Regions from separate parts of the Mus musculus genome. Here all the other regions are linked to region 3. A link is a contact called in public ChIA-PET and Hi-C data. All regions are on one chromosome and are shown on one strand. Each heading gives the region's core, a stretch centred on a gene start, on an enhancer-like site or on the middle of the called end of the contact. The rest is flanking DNA. Distances are from core to core; before and after follow the strand shown.

Evidence for each region. Hi-C and Micro-C count contacts between places; a contact is called where the count stands out from the background. ChIA-PET counts read pairs in DNA pulled down with a chosen protein or histone mark.
Region 1: an RNA polymerase II ChIA-PET map of memory CD8 T cells shows a contact between it and region 3, with 57 read pairs. The contact joins the promoter of Tbc1d5 here to the enhancer-like site in region 3. A contact is called at or near these places in 3 of 39 promoter capture datasets (the HPC-7 cell line, HPC-7-derived erythroid cells and hippocampal neurons), 4 of 484 Hi-C or Micro-C datasets (the HPC-7 cell line, the N1E-115 cell line, Th1 cells and 1 more) and 2 of 115 datasets of contacts at active chromatin or transcription factors (large pre-B cells and memory CD8 T cells).
Region 2: a contact with region 3 is called in a Hi-C map of the 63-12 cell line, with 2.0 times the contacts expected there. The contact joins two enhancer-like sites. A contact is called at or near these places in 2 of 484 Hi-C or Micro-C datasets (the 63-12 cell line and pre-B cells) and 1 of 115 datasets of contacts at active chromatin or transcription factors (bone marrow-derived macrophages).
Region 4: a Hi-C map of the HPC-7 cell line shows a contact between it and region 3, with 3 times the contacts expected there. The contact joins two enhancer-like sites. A contact is called at or near these places in 1 of 15 datasets of contacts at CTCF or cohesin (pro-B cells), 3 of 484 Hi-C or Micro-C datasets (the HPC-7 cell line, nephron progenitors and pre-B cells) and 2 of 115 datasets of contacts at active chromatin or transcription factors (the HPC-7 cell line and bone marrow-derived macrophages).

What each region holds. Positions count from the first base shown.
Region 1 is chr17:51,177,884-51,180,949 of GRCm38.p6, reverse strand. It overlaps Tbc1d5 (TBC1 domain family, member 5), which reads left to right and starts at 1,598. Exons shown (of 22, transcript NM_028162.4): 1 at 1,598-1,850.
Region 2 is chr17:51,219,367-51,222,608 of GRCm38.p6, reverse strand. No RefSeq gene overlaps it. Among named protein-coding and RNA genes, the nearest start is that of Tbc1d5, 42 kb to the right of the region's middle. Within about 2 kb of position 1,633, at least 44 of the 459 cell types and tissues checked have an H3K27ac peak or open chromatin away from gene starts, as enhancers often do. A contact at or near this core is called in the 63-12 cell line, bone marrow-derived macrophages and pre-B cells, where this site is marked.
Region 3 is chr17:51,406,869-51,409,973 of GRCm38.p6, reverse strand. No RefSeq gene overlaps it. Among named protein-coding and RNA genes, the nearest start is that of C330011F03Rik, 40 kb to the left of the region's middle. Within about 2 kb of position 1,478, at least 90 of the 459 cell types and tissues checked have an H3K27ac peak or open chromatin away from gene starts, as enhancers often do. A contact at or near this core is called in the 63-12 cell line, the HPC-7 cell line, the N1E-115 cell line and 5 more, where this site is marked.
Region 4 is chr17:51,238,724-51,241,842 of GRCm38.p6, reverse strand. No RefSeq gene overlaps it. Among named protein-coding and RNA genes, the nearest start is that of Tbc1d5, 61 kb to the right of the region's middle. Within about 2 kb of position 1,287, at least 20 of the 459 cell types and tissues checked have an H3K27ac peak or open chromatin away from gene starts, as enhancers often do. A contact at or near this core is called in the HPC-7 cell line, pre-B cells and pro-B cells, where this site is marked.

The DNA.
Region 1 (3,066 bases), core at 349-2,848, 230 kb after region 3:
GATCTGTAGGCTGAGAGACTGGGCCCACTATGAGCTTTTGAGGTTTCAAAAGCTCACTTCCTTTGACAAGGCCACACCTTCAAATCCTTCTATCACTCTACTCTCTGGTGACTAACCATTCGAACACATGAGCCTACGGGGGCGATTTTTATTTAATCACCACAAATGGTATGGCTGCTTTCTGTCTTCTTTTATCCATCTCTGAGAAGCAGCTGAGCTTTATAGTCTTCAGAGATGTTCTTTTCATCTCTAATGAAATTGCCCTTCGGTCCCTTCTTAAATTATGCTATTTATGAGACTAAGCGTCCCAAGAGGGGATAGAGATTTCTCCTGTCATTTGGTGACCACACTGAAGGACCTCTACAGTCCCAGTAACACCAGCATAGTCAGTACTTCAGGAAGGAGATGAGGGTCTGCGGTGAGATATTTCGGTGCCGGAGAACAAAGTCCACTATACATTGTAGAATACCAGTCATGTGGCTGACTGCTGTATTGCTAGCTGGGAGAGCAATATCCAAATACAGCATGATGCATCTTCCTATTTCTTAGGATTCTGTTCATGAGACTAATGTAATCATGAGTTTAGCCAGAACTTTTAATAGCTTACTCTATTCAACCTGTTCAATTTCTGCTACAGTGAGAAGGGCATTAGAAAAAAGAGAATCACTGTGTTAAGTGTGGTATGCCTTCCTTGGAAGCTAGCTAACTTTCTGACCTCTGTTTTGGTTTCCATAATCTGAACATAACAACTGATTTTTTTTTTTTTTGCGCTATTTGTAAAGACAGATTAATAAGAGATCTCTCTTTCTCTCTCTCCAACTCAGATGAGCTATTTACCACTTTCTTATTGAAGAAGAAAATACCAGCCTCCCATTGCTGGAGGTTAAATGCAACTTTAAGTCAGGATTAAGCAGGGGCATAGGGCGGTAAAACCAGGGTCTAGTCATTTGCCAAAATTGTCATTCATTAGATTAACTATCTAATGACTAGTCATTAGTCTAGATTCGAGGTCTGAGAAGATAAAACCTGTGTGTTTTTACAGGTGTGGGGTTGCTAAAAAAACAAAACAAAAAACAGCACCTCTCTGGATTCATACAAAGAAGGTCTTCACAAAGAGGTAGTGAGTCCCTACAAAATTGGGTGGCACGACCTATCTGTCATCAGTCTGTACAGCTGTAGACCAAGGATGAAGGGAAGGCCATTTACAGGAGACAAGGAAATTGTGCGATCCGAGGCAGGAGTGCCAGATTCTTAGGACGTTCCCAGGCCTGACTTATCTCCTCGATGCCAGTCCCACCCTGGGAAGCTGGTGGCAAGTGGGGGACCTCGGGTTGTGGCAGAAGGCCGGCTCCCACTGTAGGGAGGCCCCGCGCGCATGCGCATCGGCATGGCCCAGGCAGCTCCATTGGTCTCGGGCGTCCCCTTTTCCCTCTTCACCCCGACCTATCCCCCAAGACACCAGGCTCCCAGAGCGCGGGTCACCCGCGGCTCACCCGCTGGCTCGTCCCAGGCCCGGGCGCGCGCCTGCGCACGGGTCCCCGGGCGCGCGGGGTTACTAGAGGTGGAGCGCCGGGAGGGCGCGCAGCAGGAGGCGGACGCCGTTACGGAGGGAGCGTGGTCACGTGGCCGCTGGTCACCGCCGCCACCTCCCGCCCCATTCTCTTGCTGGTCGGGCCAGGCCCGGCGTGTTCCACGAGAGCCCGGCAGACTGACGGGGAGAGAGAGAGAGAGAGCGAGAGAGCGAGATAAAGAGAGGAGAGAGACAGAGAGACTGACAGAGAGAGAGAGAGAGAGAAAGGAGGGGAGGAGGATTCAGGGAATAGGAGCTGGGGAGCCCTGCTGCGCTACAGGTAAAAAAATAACATAACGATGCTAACGGTGAAAAAGCGCCTCGCCTCCCCCGTCAGCCTCCCCGGGCAGCTGCACAGCCGTCGCTCCCTCCCCGGCCTCCCCTCAGCCTCGCTGGGCCCCGTCCCGCCGCCAGGGAAGGCCCGAGCCGCCGGCCGCGGCTTGCGCGCGGGCTGGGAAGGGAGGCGGGCTGGGGCTCGGTCCGCTGCGGGCCGGCGGGCGAGCGGGCGGAAGGGCGAGCGCGCACACGGGCGAGGCAGCCTCTCTCAGCCCGCTCGTCCCAGTCCCCGTCCCCGTTCGGTCCTCGCTCCCGGACGAGCTCGGGAAGCAGCTACCGGGCATTGCCGAGCTGCTCAGCCAGCTCTACTTCCTCTTTGGCCGGTTCCCTGTTTCTTTCAGCCCTGGGCTGCACGTTTCCTTCCCAGGCCGGAAGTCAGGCGGCTGGAGCCCGGAGCCGAGCAGCCTCGGAGGAGAGAAACCCTCTCCTGCCTTAATTTGCCTTAGTGCTACTTAAGTTAGTCACGCCGGCATCTGTCAGTTCGAGGCCTGGCAGGACCCGAGGAGAACGACTTGGGAGAGTTCCCCCTGCCCCCTCTGTTTTCCTGGAAATGTACTGTTCTTCCAATACATTCTGTGCAGATATGCGACCTAGAGTTTGGTCACTCCTAGTTACTAATAGTTTCAGGACGACTTACTAACCAATTCAGCGCTTGAGAATGGTAACAGCTTTTGAAGGTTACATCTTTTATAACCCTTCAACTTCCACCCCCCCCCCCCCATCACTTTCTGCAGAGTCCCCATTTCTCAATTCTGAACTGGACTGAAACTTTACTATGCAGGTTACATGCTAAACTGCCTGAGGTGGATTGTGCTGAAATGCTAGGGCTTTTGTACGCGTAGTCCATCACAGTGTAGTCCACAAACCACCTCTTATTAGTGTGCTGTGGCACAGGATGCACTATTGGAAAAGAACTCTTGGAATACAGTGGGAAAGAAACTCACTTTTCCGTTATGCGTCTTTGGTTCAGTTCTATTTCCAGGACTTCCTTGGTGTCCGAAATAGAATGGAAAGGGCAGCTGCAGTGGGATAGAGAGCGTTGATCAAACCTGAGTCCCTGGGGGTTGGGTTCTTGTTAAAAATGTGATAGGAATTCAGTGGATGTGGTAACTGATACAACTTGTTATTCTGCATTTCTCACGTGGTGATGGACAAGACCT
Region 2 (3,242 bases), core at 384-2,883, 190 kb after region 3:
TCAGTCCATCCAGTGACCTGAATGAAGGATTGGTGGGCTGGATGACGATACCAGGAGGACCGGGTCCAAGGCGAAGAAATGAGACAGTTGTCCTGGTACGAAACTACAAAAGAGGCCCCCCAAAAAGCTCAGGAATCAGTACTTGTAATGCCTTAAACAATTATTTAAGCTCAACATTAATGCAAAGTTACCTAGGATGAACAAAATAGCTGAATTTTAAATAAGGACTGGATCACTGGGTTTACCGTTCCACAGAGCCTGAGGCAAAAGGAAAAAAATTAGTAAAAGGGCATTCAGGTTGGTGGCCACAGAAGAGTCTAAGAAGTTACACTGTTTCCTAAATTATAGTCTACTACAAATGACAATGGTGAGAATGGTGAGGATGATGGTGAGGATGGTGATGATGATGGTGGTGGTGGTGGTGGTGGTCTTCTGGAAGAAATTATAATAGTTGTTGCTTGTCTCTTTTATAAACTCACACACTGGGCAGAATATTGCAGAAGCACATTATCTACCTATTGACAGTTGACTATATATATATATATAAATCTTGACCTATAACACTTACTTTCCTAGCCATGCCTGTGAGGATTGACTCAATTAATGTTTGAGAGGGAGGACCCAGCTCATTGTGGGCAGTATCTTTCTTGGGCAAGTATAAGAAAGCTAGTGAGCAAGCCAAAGAGTGAGCCTGTAAGCAACATTGTTTCATGGCTCCTGCCTACAGGTTCCTGCTCTGACTTCCCTCAGAGATGGACTATCACCTACAATTATAAGGCAAATTAGCCTTGTTCTTTTGAAGTTGCTTTGGGTAGAATAGTTTGACACTGCAGTAGAATGTAGTAGCTAGCCAGGGGGTGGTGGGACTATGGGAACAGTTAAAGAAGGTGGTGAAAAACGGAGCCACAAGTTCCCTGGATATTTGATACTATACGACTCAGGTGAGTCTATCAGTATAACTGGAACTACTTTTCTCAACCTTCTCTTCCATTTGTAATTCCAGCTTTGGCCTCAAGAGACGCTTTATATAGTGCTAGAAAGACGGAAGTAAGGAGTGGTGGGCACTGGCAGGTCATCCACACTGTCATTGATCTGCTGGGACCAACCTTCAAATCATAGCTCCTTCAGATCCCAGAATTTCTCTCTACCAGCTTCCAGGGGGCCTTAGACCAGTGCAAAGTAACTCCAACGCCTAGATCTCTGCCACACCTTGAAGGTCACCACAGCACCAAGCTTGGACAAACTTCAGATCGTCCAGCTTTGTTTACATCTACTTTTGCTTCCTGAAAGCTGGTCTGTGAACCTGTAGCTATCTGAAACTGGAACTCCAGGGTGGAAACGTCAGCTTCCTGTTCTCAGAACAGTGAGCGGGATCTTCTCAATACGTCATCTCCCGGAGACTGTTTCTTCTCTGGATTCCAACAGAATGATTTGAAAGCTTTTACATAACGAAGTCTGCAGTTTTTAATGTGTAAATTTTTTACCACCTTTCTTTAGAATGTTTCATTTATAAAGGAAGAAGTACATCTAAGAGAAAAGACCTTTTAAACAGTCACAGCGATGGGAGGGAAGCAGGTGCCAATTTACTCTTCATCTGTAGATGCAGTTCTTAGGTAATGACATAATATATATGGTGTTTGCTTGACTTTTCTTCTATGAGTCATGCAGACAAAAATACTTGCAGAAGACCTTGGCCAATGCCTCACAGTGAGCCTTGCCAAAAAGCATAGAAAATGTAATAGGCTTTTTCTTCCAAGTCAGGACTGTGTATTAATGCAAACAGGATTCCCTAAGGAACCCAGTGTCACCCTAAGTTCTCCACCTTTAATGTGAAATGGAAGAGAGCTACATTAAATTCTGGTTTATACCTAATTTTTTCCAGGAAGTACCTATTTTCCTTCACTCTGCCTAGATCTTTGGGATTGTGGCTTGCCCTGGCTTCTTCCTGTTTTACGTTCATTATTCCTCCTGCTAGCTGTGAAGTGCGTATTATGCTCTTCTTCCTGAAGAACATGACACAAAGAAACTCATTTTCTGCCTGCTCGGGCCACTGTGATCCTTAGCCAAGGACGATGGAACCTGGCAACTATGGACGGGACTCCCTGAAAATGTTACGCAAAGGATATTTTTTTCTCTCTTGGGTGGCTTATGTTCTGTATTTTATCACAGCAACAAGTTATAGATCTTATAACTAATATGAAGGTATAACATGCTGGTTAACATGTTTGGTATTCATCAATTTAATTTACAATTCCATCCTCCTACCTTGGAATTTCTCTGTGCCAAATTGGAGACATCTAGTTATTTTCAATTCTTTAATAATTTTGGTCAAAGGTACTCGCCGACTTTCTTGAGTACAGTCCTGGGTTTTTATTGCAGATTAGTAGAGCAGCAACCTGCAGACTTGGCGTGTTTGTTGTCTATTGCTGTAATAACCACCATGACCAAAAGTAACTTGGGGAAGAAAGGGCTTATTTCATCTTACAGCTTGTAGTTCATCATTTGGGGAAGTGAGAACAGGAACTCAATATAGGAATCTAGAGGCAGAAACTAAAGCAGAGGCCATGGAGGACCACTGCTTAGTAGCTTGCTCTCACATGGTTTGCTCTTCCTGAACTCTTTTATTGTTATTATTATTATTATTATTATTAATTTACATTCCAGTCAAGGTCCCCTTCCCAGTGTCCCCTCCCACAGTTCTTCTTCCCATCCCTCCCCCTTGCCTCTGAGAGGGTGCTCCACCCCCACCATACCTCCCCCTTCCCTGGAGGCCTCAAGTCTCTGGAGGATTAAGCTCATCTCCCACTGAGGCCAAAAACATATACTGGAAAAAAGAAAGCATCTTCAATAAATGGTGCTGCTCTAACTGGTGGTCGGTATGTAAAAGAATGAAAATAGACCCATATTTAACACCTTGCACAAAGCTCAAGTCTGAGTAGATCACGGACCTCCACATAAAACCAGATACACTGAATCTAACAGAAGAGAAAGTGGAAAAGAGCTTCAAACTCACTGGAACAGAGGGAAATTTCCTGAACAGATCACCAATGGCTCAGACTCTAAGATCAATAATTGATAAATGAGACCTCATGAAACTGAAAAGCTTGTGTAAGGCAAAAGATACCATCAATAGGGCAAATTGGCAGCCTACACATTGGGAAAAAAATTTCCCTAACCCTACACACATCAGATAAAGGTCTAATATCCAAAATATATAAATAGCTCAGGCAATTAGACTCCAA
Region 3 (3,105 bases), core at 229-2,728:
AGAGAGAGACAGAGACAGAGACAGAGAGAGAGACAGAGACAGAGAGAGAGACAGAGACAGACACACACACACACACAGAGAGAGAGAGAGAGAGAGACAGCAAGGAAGACAGAACACTCACACAACGGCCCTCTACCTGTACCTCACGATGCCAGCCAGAGGCCCTACATGTGTCCTTGCCAGGAGAAACAACTTGGTATTTTTGGGAAATGCTGATTCTAGGGATTAATTTCTAAATGTTTGGAACAAGATGGGGAGTGCTCTTAAAAAAATACAAGTTGAAATGAAATACAGCTCATTTATTAGCATCTGAAACAAGAATGCATATTGCCCACACACTAAGTACCTTTAAAGTTATGTATCAAATGAACAACAAAAGTCTAATGTATTTTACTTTCTTGACAAAAGCAAGAAAAAACGAGAAATCCCTACTTTCACAATCTGCAAGCGATACCATGTGAGCCGATTACCAAGGCGTTCCAGAGTTTTAAGGGGTACAGGTAGGTACTTAAGCTCTATTAGCTTCCTGATAAATCCATTTCTAACTAGACCTCAGAGAGATGCTGGGATATCGGAAGCATATAAATGCAGCTTGGTAGTTAGCACTGGACACCACCACACAGTTAAAAGTGGCCTGTATATGTATTTTTAAACCTCTTTTTGTCTTGAAGAATGGAAGCTTTCCCTTTTCTTTGTCTAGAAAGGTCTTCAATCAGAGAAATCCTCTTTCCTTCGCCTGTCTCCAGTCAGATCCTAAGGCCAGCCTCACTCATCACTCCCTAATCCTCAGGCAGCACCCTTTCGTGCCTGTACTGGGATCGGTTCTCTTCCTGAGACCCTGCACAGACTTGTTTCCCTGCTTGCAGTTAGAGAAGGGGCCAGAAACTCATGCCCCACGTTTCACTCCCCAACTCTACAAGGCACAGTCAAACCCCTAGGACAAATTGCTGAGTGCTCCAAGTCTCAATTTCCCAGTCGTCCCATGGGTTGGCTCAATGGACATCTTCTCAGCCACACCCTAAAGCCCTAATAGCTGACAGGAGATGAGAGATGAGTGGAGCCATGCTTATGAAAAGCTTGGCACTCTTTAGTGGAGACACACTGTTTAATTACAAGAAAATGTATTCATGGGTCAAAGAGTCCCCCCACCACCCCACCACCCCACCGCACCTCCATTTTTAGTGAAAAATCCTGGAAGTGCTACAAACTGAAGCTTGTGTGTACATTTTGCACCTGTGGCAGGAGAAATGTTTATCTAAAGAGGACACACTGAAGTGTGGTTAGAACAAGAGAAGAAATGAAAAGAAAGGGAGATCGCTATCAGTCTTGCTGACACTTAAAGTGAAAGGGAAACGGAAGGGAGAGGGGGAGGGGAATAGGAGGGGGAGGGGCAGTGTCATGGAGAGAAAACAGGAAACAGGCATCAAGGTTTAAACTTAGACAACAGCATGAGCCACACACCATTATGGCCCAGCCTCATCCTGTCTTTCTGTTATCTAGGCTGAGTATACTCTGCTTCACACAGATGAGAGATCAGAGCTTCCAAGAGTACAGCTTCACTCATGGGCAACACCAGAGCTAGTTTACAGCAGCGATAGGAACACAGCCCCGTTTCTGCGACCCTTGGAGAGGTTCCTCCCACCGTGCGTTTGGAACACTGACTGTGTGTTCCAAACCAGGCTGGTACAAAAGTCTACTCATGACTAAGTTTATCGATTTCAAGTACACAGATTGCTGGTGTTATTGGAATTTTCAAGTGTGAGATCTTCAAGGTCATCTTTAAGAAAAATTATAATTCCTTCTATACTAGTTGGGTTCTTCATAATACACTTTAGTTGTTTATTGACCTGCAGAGCACTGTGGTATGGGTCAGATATCTTTGCCTTCTAGGAGCTTATAGTCTTCCTTGAGGGAGGAGAACTTAAATTATCAAAGCTTGAGAGATAGGCCCAGATGAGGACATGGTGATGGTGATAAGGTGTTCAAGGATTTGCTAAAAGAGGTTGGAAGGGATCACTAGAAGGTTGGGGTGGGTTAGCTCCCACCAGCTCCCACTAGTGAGTTCAGAGAGGAAAATAAACATGTGTGACCAGCATTCAGAGCTCTGTACAGGGCACACCATGGATGGGATTTATGGGCATTGAGACAGTGAGTTCACCCGTCTTGTTGGTGCAGAAAATGGGATACATGGCTAAGAAGAAAAGTCCAGACTGGGGAAGGCAGAATGGAATAGAGACTTTATCCTTGAGCTATAAGAAGTCATTGTGACTTTGTCCAGGGTGCAATCAATGTCAGAATCAATGTAGTATGGTGTTCTATCAAGAGGAAAAGCAGTTTAAAGACCTTCTCAGATTGGCAGTGACCCTAAAGAGGTTAAACATGGCTGTCTAATTCATTGTGTCACCAGTGAGCTTTTATCAGTACAAATGGGGAAAAGTAAGTGGCCTCTGATGCTCCCCAAAGACCAAGTATAAAAGCATCCTCCCGATTAGGAGTCATTGAAAAGTAGGATGACGTCCAGTTCTAGAGACCCATCTTGTCCAACCCCTTCCCCCAGACAAAATGTGTGTCCAAAGGAGAATTATCAGACAGAAATCAAAAACAATGTGTGGAAGATGGAGGGCGGAAGTCAGAATTAGCACTACTCAAAAGCTGGCCCAGCCAACAGCCACCATGCTCCCCCCAACACCATCTGCTGCCTCCTCAGTAGAGCTGAGAGGAAATCCACAGGCACATGTGGCTGCTTGTTCCAGCCTGGTTAACAGTTCACCAGGGACAGCCCAAGTCCTTGCGCAACCACAACTGTCACTTGCAAAGAGGAAGAAGAGCACCTGGGGGCTCTGGCCTTAAAATAAGACCCCTGAACCCTCAGATAAACCCACCCGTGTCCAACTTGTCACTTCATAAATTTTTATTACTCTTAACGTTGGACTTCTACATTTCTGCAGTATGGGAAGCAAATCTTTGAGTTGAGTGTGATTTACCACAACCGTTTCATCTTATTTTGTGTTGAGTGTGTGTGTGTGTGTGTGTGTGTGTGTGTGTGTGTGGTGTGTAGACCAGTCCATGCAAGTGCAAGTATATAAGTGTAAGAGAACCTTTAAA
Region 4 (3,119 bases), core at 38-2,537, 170 kb after region 3:
TCCCAGTGAGAACTAACTCCTTTGATGGTACTAAATAAATAATAAGAATAAAGTTATAACATTCAATATCTGATTCAGCACTAGCTTAATGAGTTTTAAGGTAATGTTAAGTGCTTTGAAATCTTCAGAGAGTAGAAAAACCAATACACTCTACCACCCACTTTAAGAATAATATTATTCTATTAGATATTAATATTATAATTGTAATTTTCATTTCAATATTTGCACTTTAATTCTCTTGCTTTTCTTACCTGTATTTGATGAGTGATTGAGGATTTCAGGAAATACAAAAATAAGAATTTTGGAAGGTACAGAACGAATTCTGGCTAGCTGAATTATGCTGAATTATGTTTAATAGTATATGAATAAGGCCTACATTAAGTATGGAAAATAAGCTCACCATCATGTTACTGGGTTTCTTGCTCAATCTCTCTTTTCACAGCCAGTGGATCATGGACCTGCCTGAGCCTCAGCCTTTTTATTTCTCAGAAGAGACCATCTCTAACTGCAGTTTTCCCTGGACAATGAAAGCACAGTAGACTGAACGGAGAAAGATTTGTGCTTAAAGATGTGCAGTAAGGATTTCTTATGCTTCAGTTAGGAGTGTTACCTTAAAAATCCACCTATGAACCCCAGATCTACCATAATGTGCAACTCATACATCTGCAAACCCAAGTTTCCTAGCAAAGAAAACCATCACCTTTAAATACCAGTTAACCTTGGCTAGTGAGACTTAGTCACAGTGCTTGTGAAAGTATTACCTGTTCTGAGTTCACACCTGATGAGAAAAAAAAATGATTATTTTTAAATAAATGACCATAAGAATCTGTAAATTGACTGGGCGGTGGTGGCACATGCCTTTAATCCCAGCACTTGGGAGGCAGAGGCAGGTGGATTTCTGAGTTCAAGGCCAACCTGATCTACAATGTGAGTTCCAGGACAGCCAGGGCTACACAGAGAAACCCTGTCTCGAAAAACCAAAAAAAAAAAAAAAAAAAAAAAAAAAAGAAAGAAAGAAAGAAAACAAAAGAATCTGTAAGTTCTGTAAGTTGTACCTAGGTGGTGTTCTGGCAAGCTAAGCTGTACAGAGAGGCAGCCTTGAGACAGGCTTCAGCGTTGACTTAGTCCAGCAGCCGATCTCCTTCCCACTGTCATTAAGAATGTATTTTTAAAAACTCAAGTTGGAGATTGTATTCAAATTCATTCTGCTGTCTTTCTCGGTGGGTCCTGCTCCCCTGAGATGAAAACGTTGAGGACTATTTCTTGCATACTTTGAAACTACACAAAGCTTAGCCTCCCCTGGGGCAGGAACACACTTCCTCTTTGCTGAGGCTGATATGTAATTTATCATGCTTTCTCTTACCAGCCTGCCAAAAAAGCTTAGACCCAAGGTTGAAACTCCATCCCAGCAGCCATGAGGATAATTACAGTTAGCATATTTTCCTCATTCCTCTTTCTACAGCCTGCTTTTCTATTTTATTAACCTTGTTGCTAAGTCATTTTTTATACCTCATTGCTAATTCTTCTAGAAAGAGGTGAAATACAAAGAAATACAACTGTGAAATGAACAGAGCCTATAAAAAATTACAGCCTCTTTCTGAAGAACAGCATCTTTCACATCGGCACAGGATATTAACATCAGACATGAACTTATTTGGAAGTGAACAGCATGATATCAGCAAAATTTAGACAAGTAGTAATTTGTTTATTAGATGCTTCATCAAGTGTCTCAATGCATTTTGCTCTATTAATCTCTTAGGAAAATTTGAGGCCTCTCTGAACACTTGGCATACTCAATTATATTAAATATTTTGTAAAAATATATGCTAATAATTTTTAGGTGAGCATCCATCTTCCAAGTGGAACTGAAATTATTTGGAAACAGACCCTCTCTATCACTTAGGAGGATGTCTACTGCTACACCAAACCAAAAATGTATGGAGGCTCAACACAAGTAAGGTTGAGTTGTAGTGGCCCTGAGTCTGAAGGAATTGATCCTAGTTAGCAGGCACATCTCCAGGGATGTGTCAGGTACCCAGGCTCTTCCATAGCCTATTTCCCCACCCCAGGTCCTAGAAAAGAAAAGGAACTAAAACACTGGCTTAAAGCCCGTGCTTATCCCATTACTGGGGCCTATGGAGTAGCTTCCTCCAGATGCAAAGCCAGGGCTGGTTGAGAAGGCCAGGAAGTCAGCTGTTGAGGAAGTGGCTCATGACTCGAGGGGCGCTTTCCAGCAATGCCTCCACATAAGTCCTGAAAGACATGCCTTTTCTAGTACCTTGCTTTCCTAGCTACAAACAATTTCATGCCTCCCATCAACTCCAAATTTGTCATATTCTCAAGACAAACACTGAGTGGTCATTTGACAGCTTAAATTGTCCCACGTCAGAGGAGGGTGTTGGTAGTAATTTTAAAAAAAAAAGCAAAACAAACAACAACAACAAAAAAAAAACAAAAGTTAGCAAGGTCACAAACTGACATTCTCCTGTCAGATAATCCAGATATCTCATCTCCAGCCCACTCCCATTTGTTCATAAGTTCATTTGTCCCCAATTGTTCATTTTGCTGCATAGGTTATCAAACACAGTGCAAAGCATGTATCCAAAAACATGTGTATGCCTCCAACGGTCTTTATTCCTAAGGTTTTTTTGACTTATTTTTATGTCTTGTTTTGCTCCTGTGTACATCTGTGTAAACATGTGTGTGCCTGATGCCCATGGAAGCCAGAAGAAGGTGTCTGATACCCTGCGACCAGAGTTACAAACAGTTGTGAGCTGCTACACCAGTATTGGGAACTGAAGCCAGCTTCTCTGGAAAAGCAATCAGTGTGCAGCAGTCAAAGTGCTTAACCTCTGAGCTGTCACTCCGGTCACTTGAAAGACCTTCCTCAGTAATAAAATTAGAAATCAGAAAATTGCCCATTTGAAGGCACAAATCTTGATATTTATTTGTAAAATGAAGCTAGAAGCTGGGTTCCAGGTCTACTTCAGCCAATAGACTGCTTTAGCTTTAGACAGTTCAGATGACCCCTGTGACACTGAGATTCTCCATGAGGAAAAAAAAAATGAAGGGCTGGGGAATGTAGCTCAGTTGGTAGAGTGCCTGATTAGCATGCACAC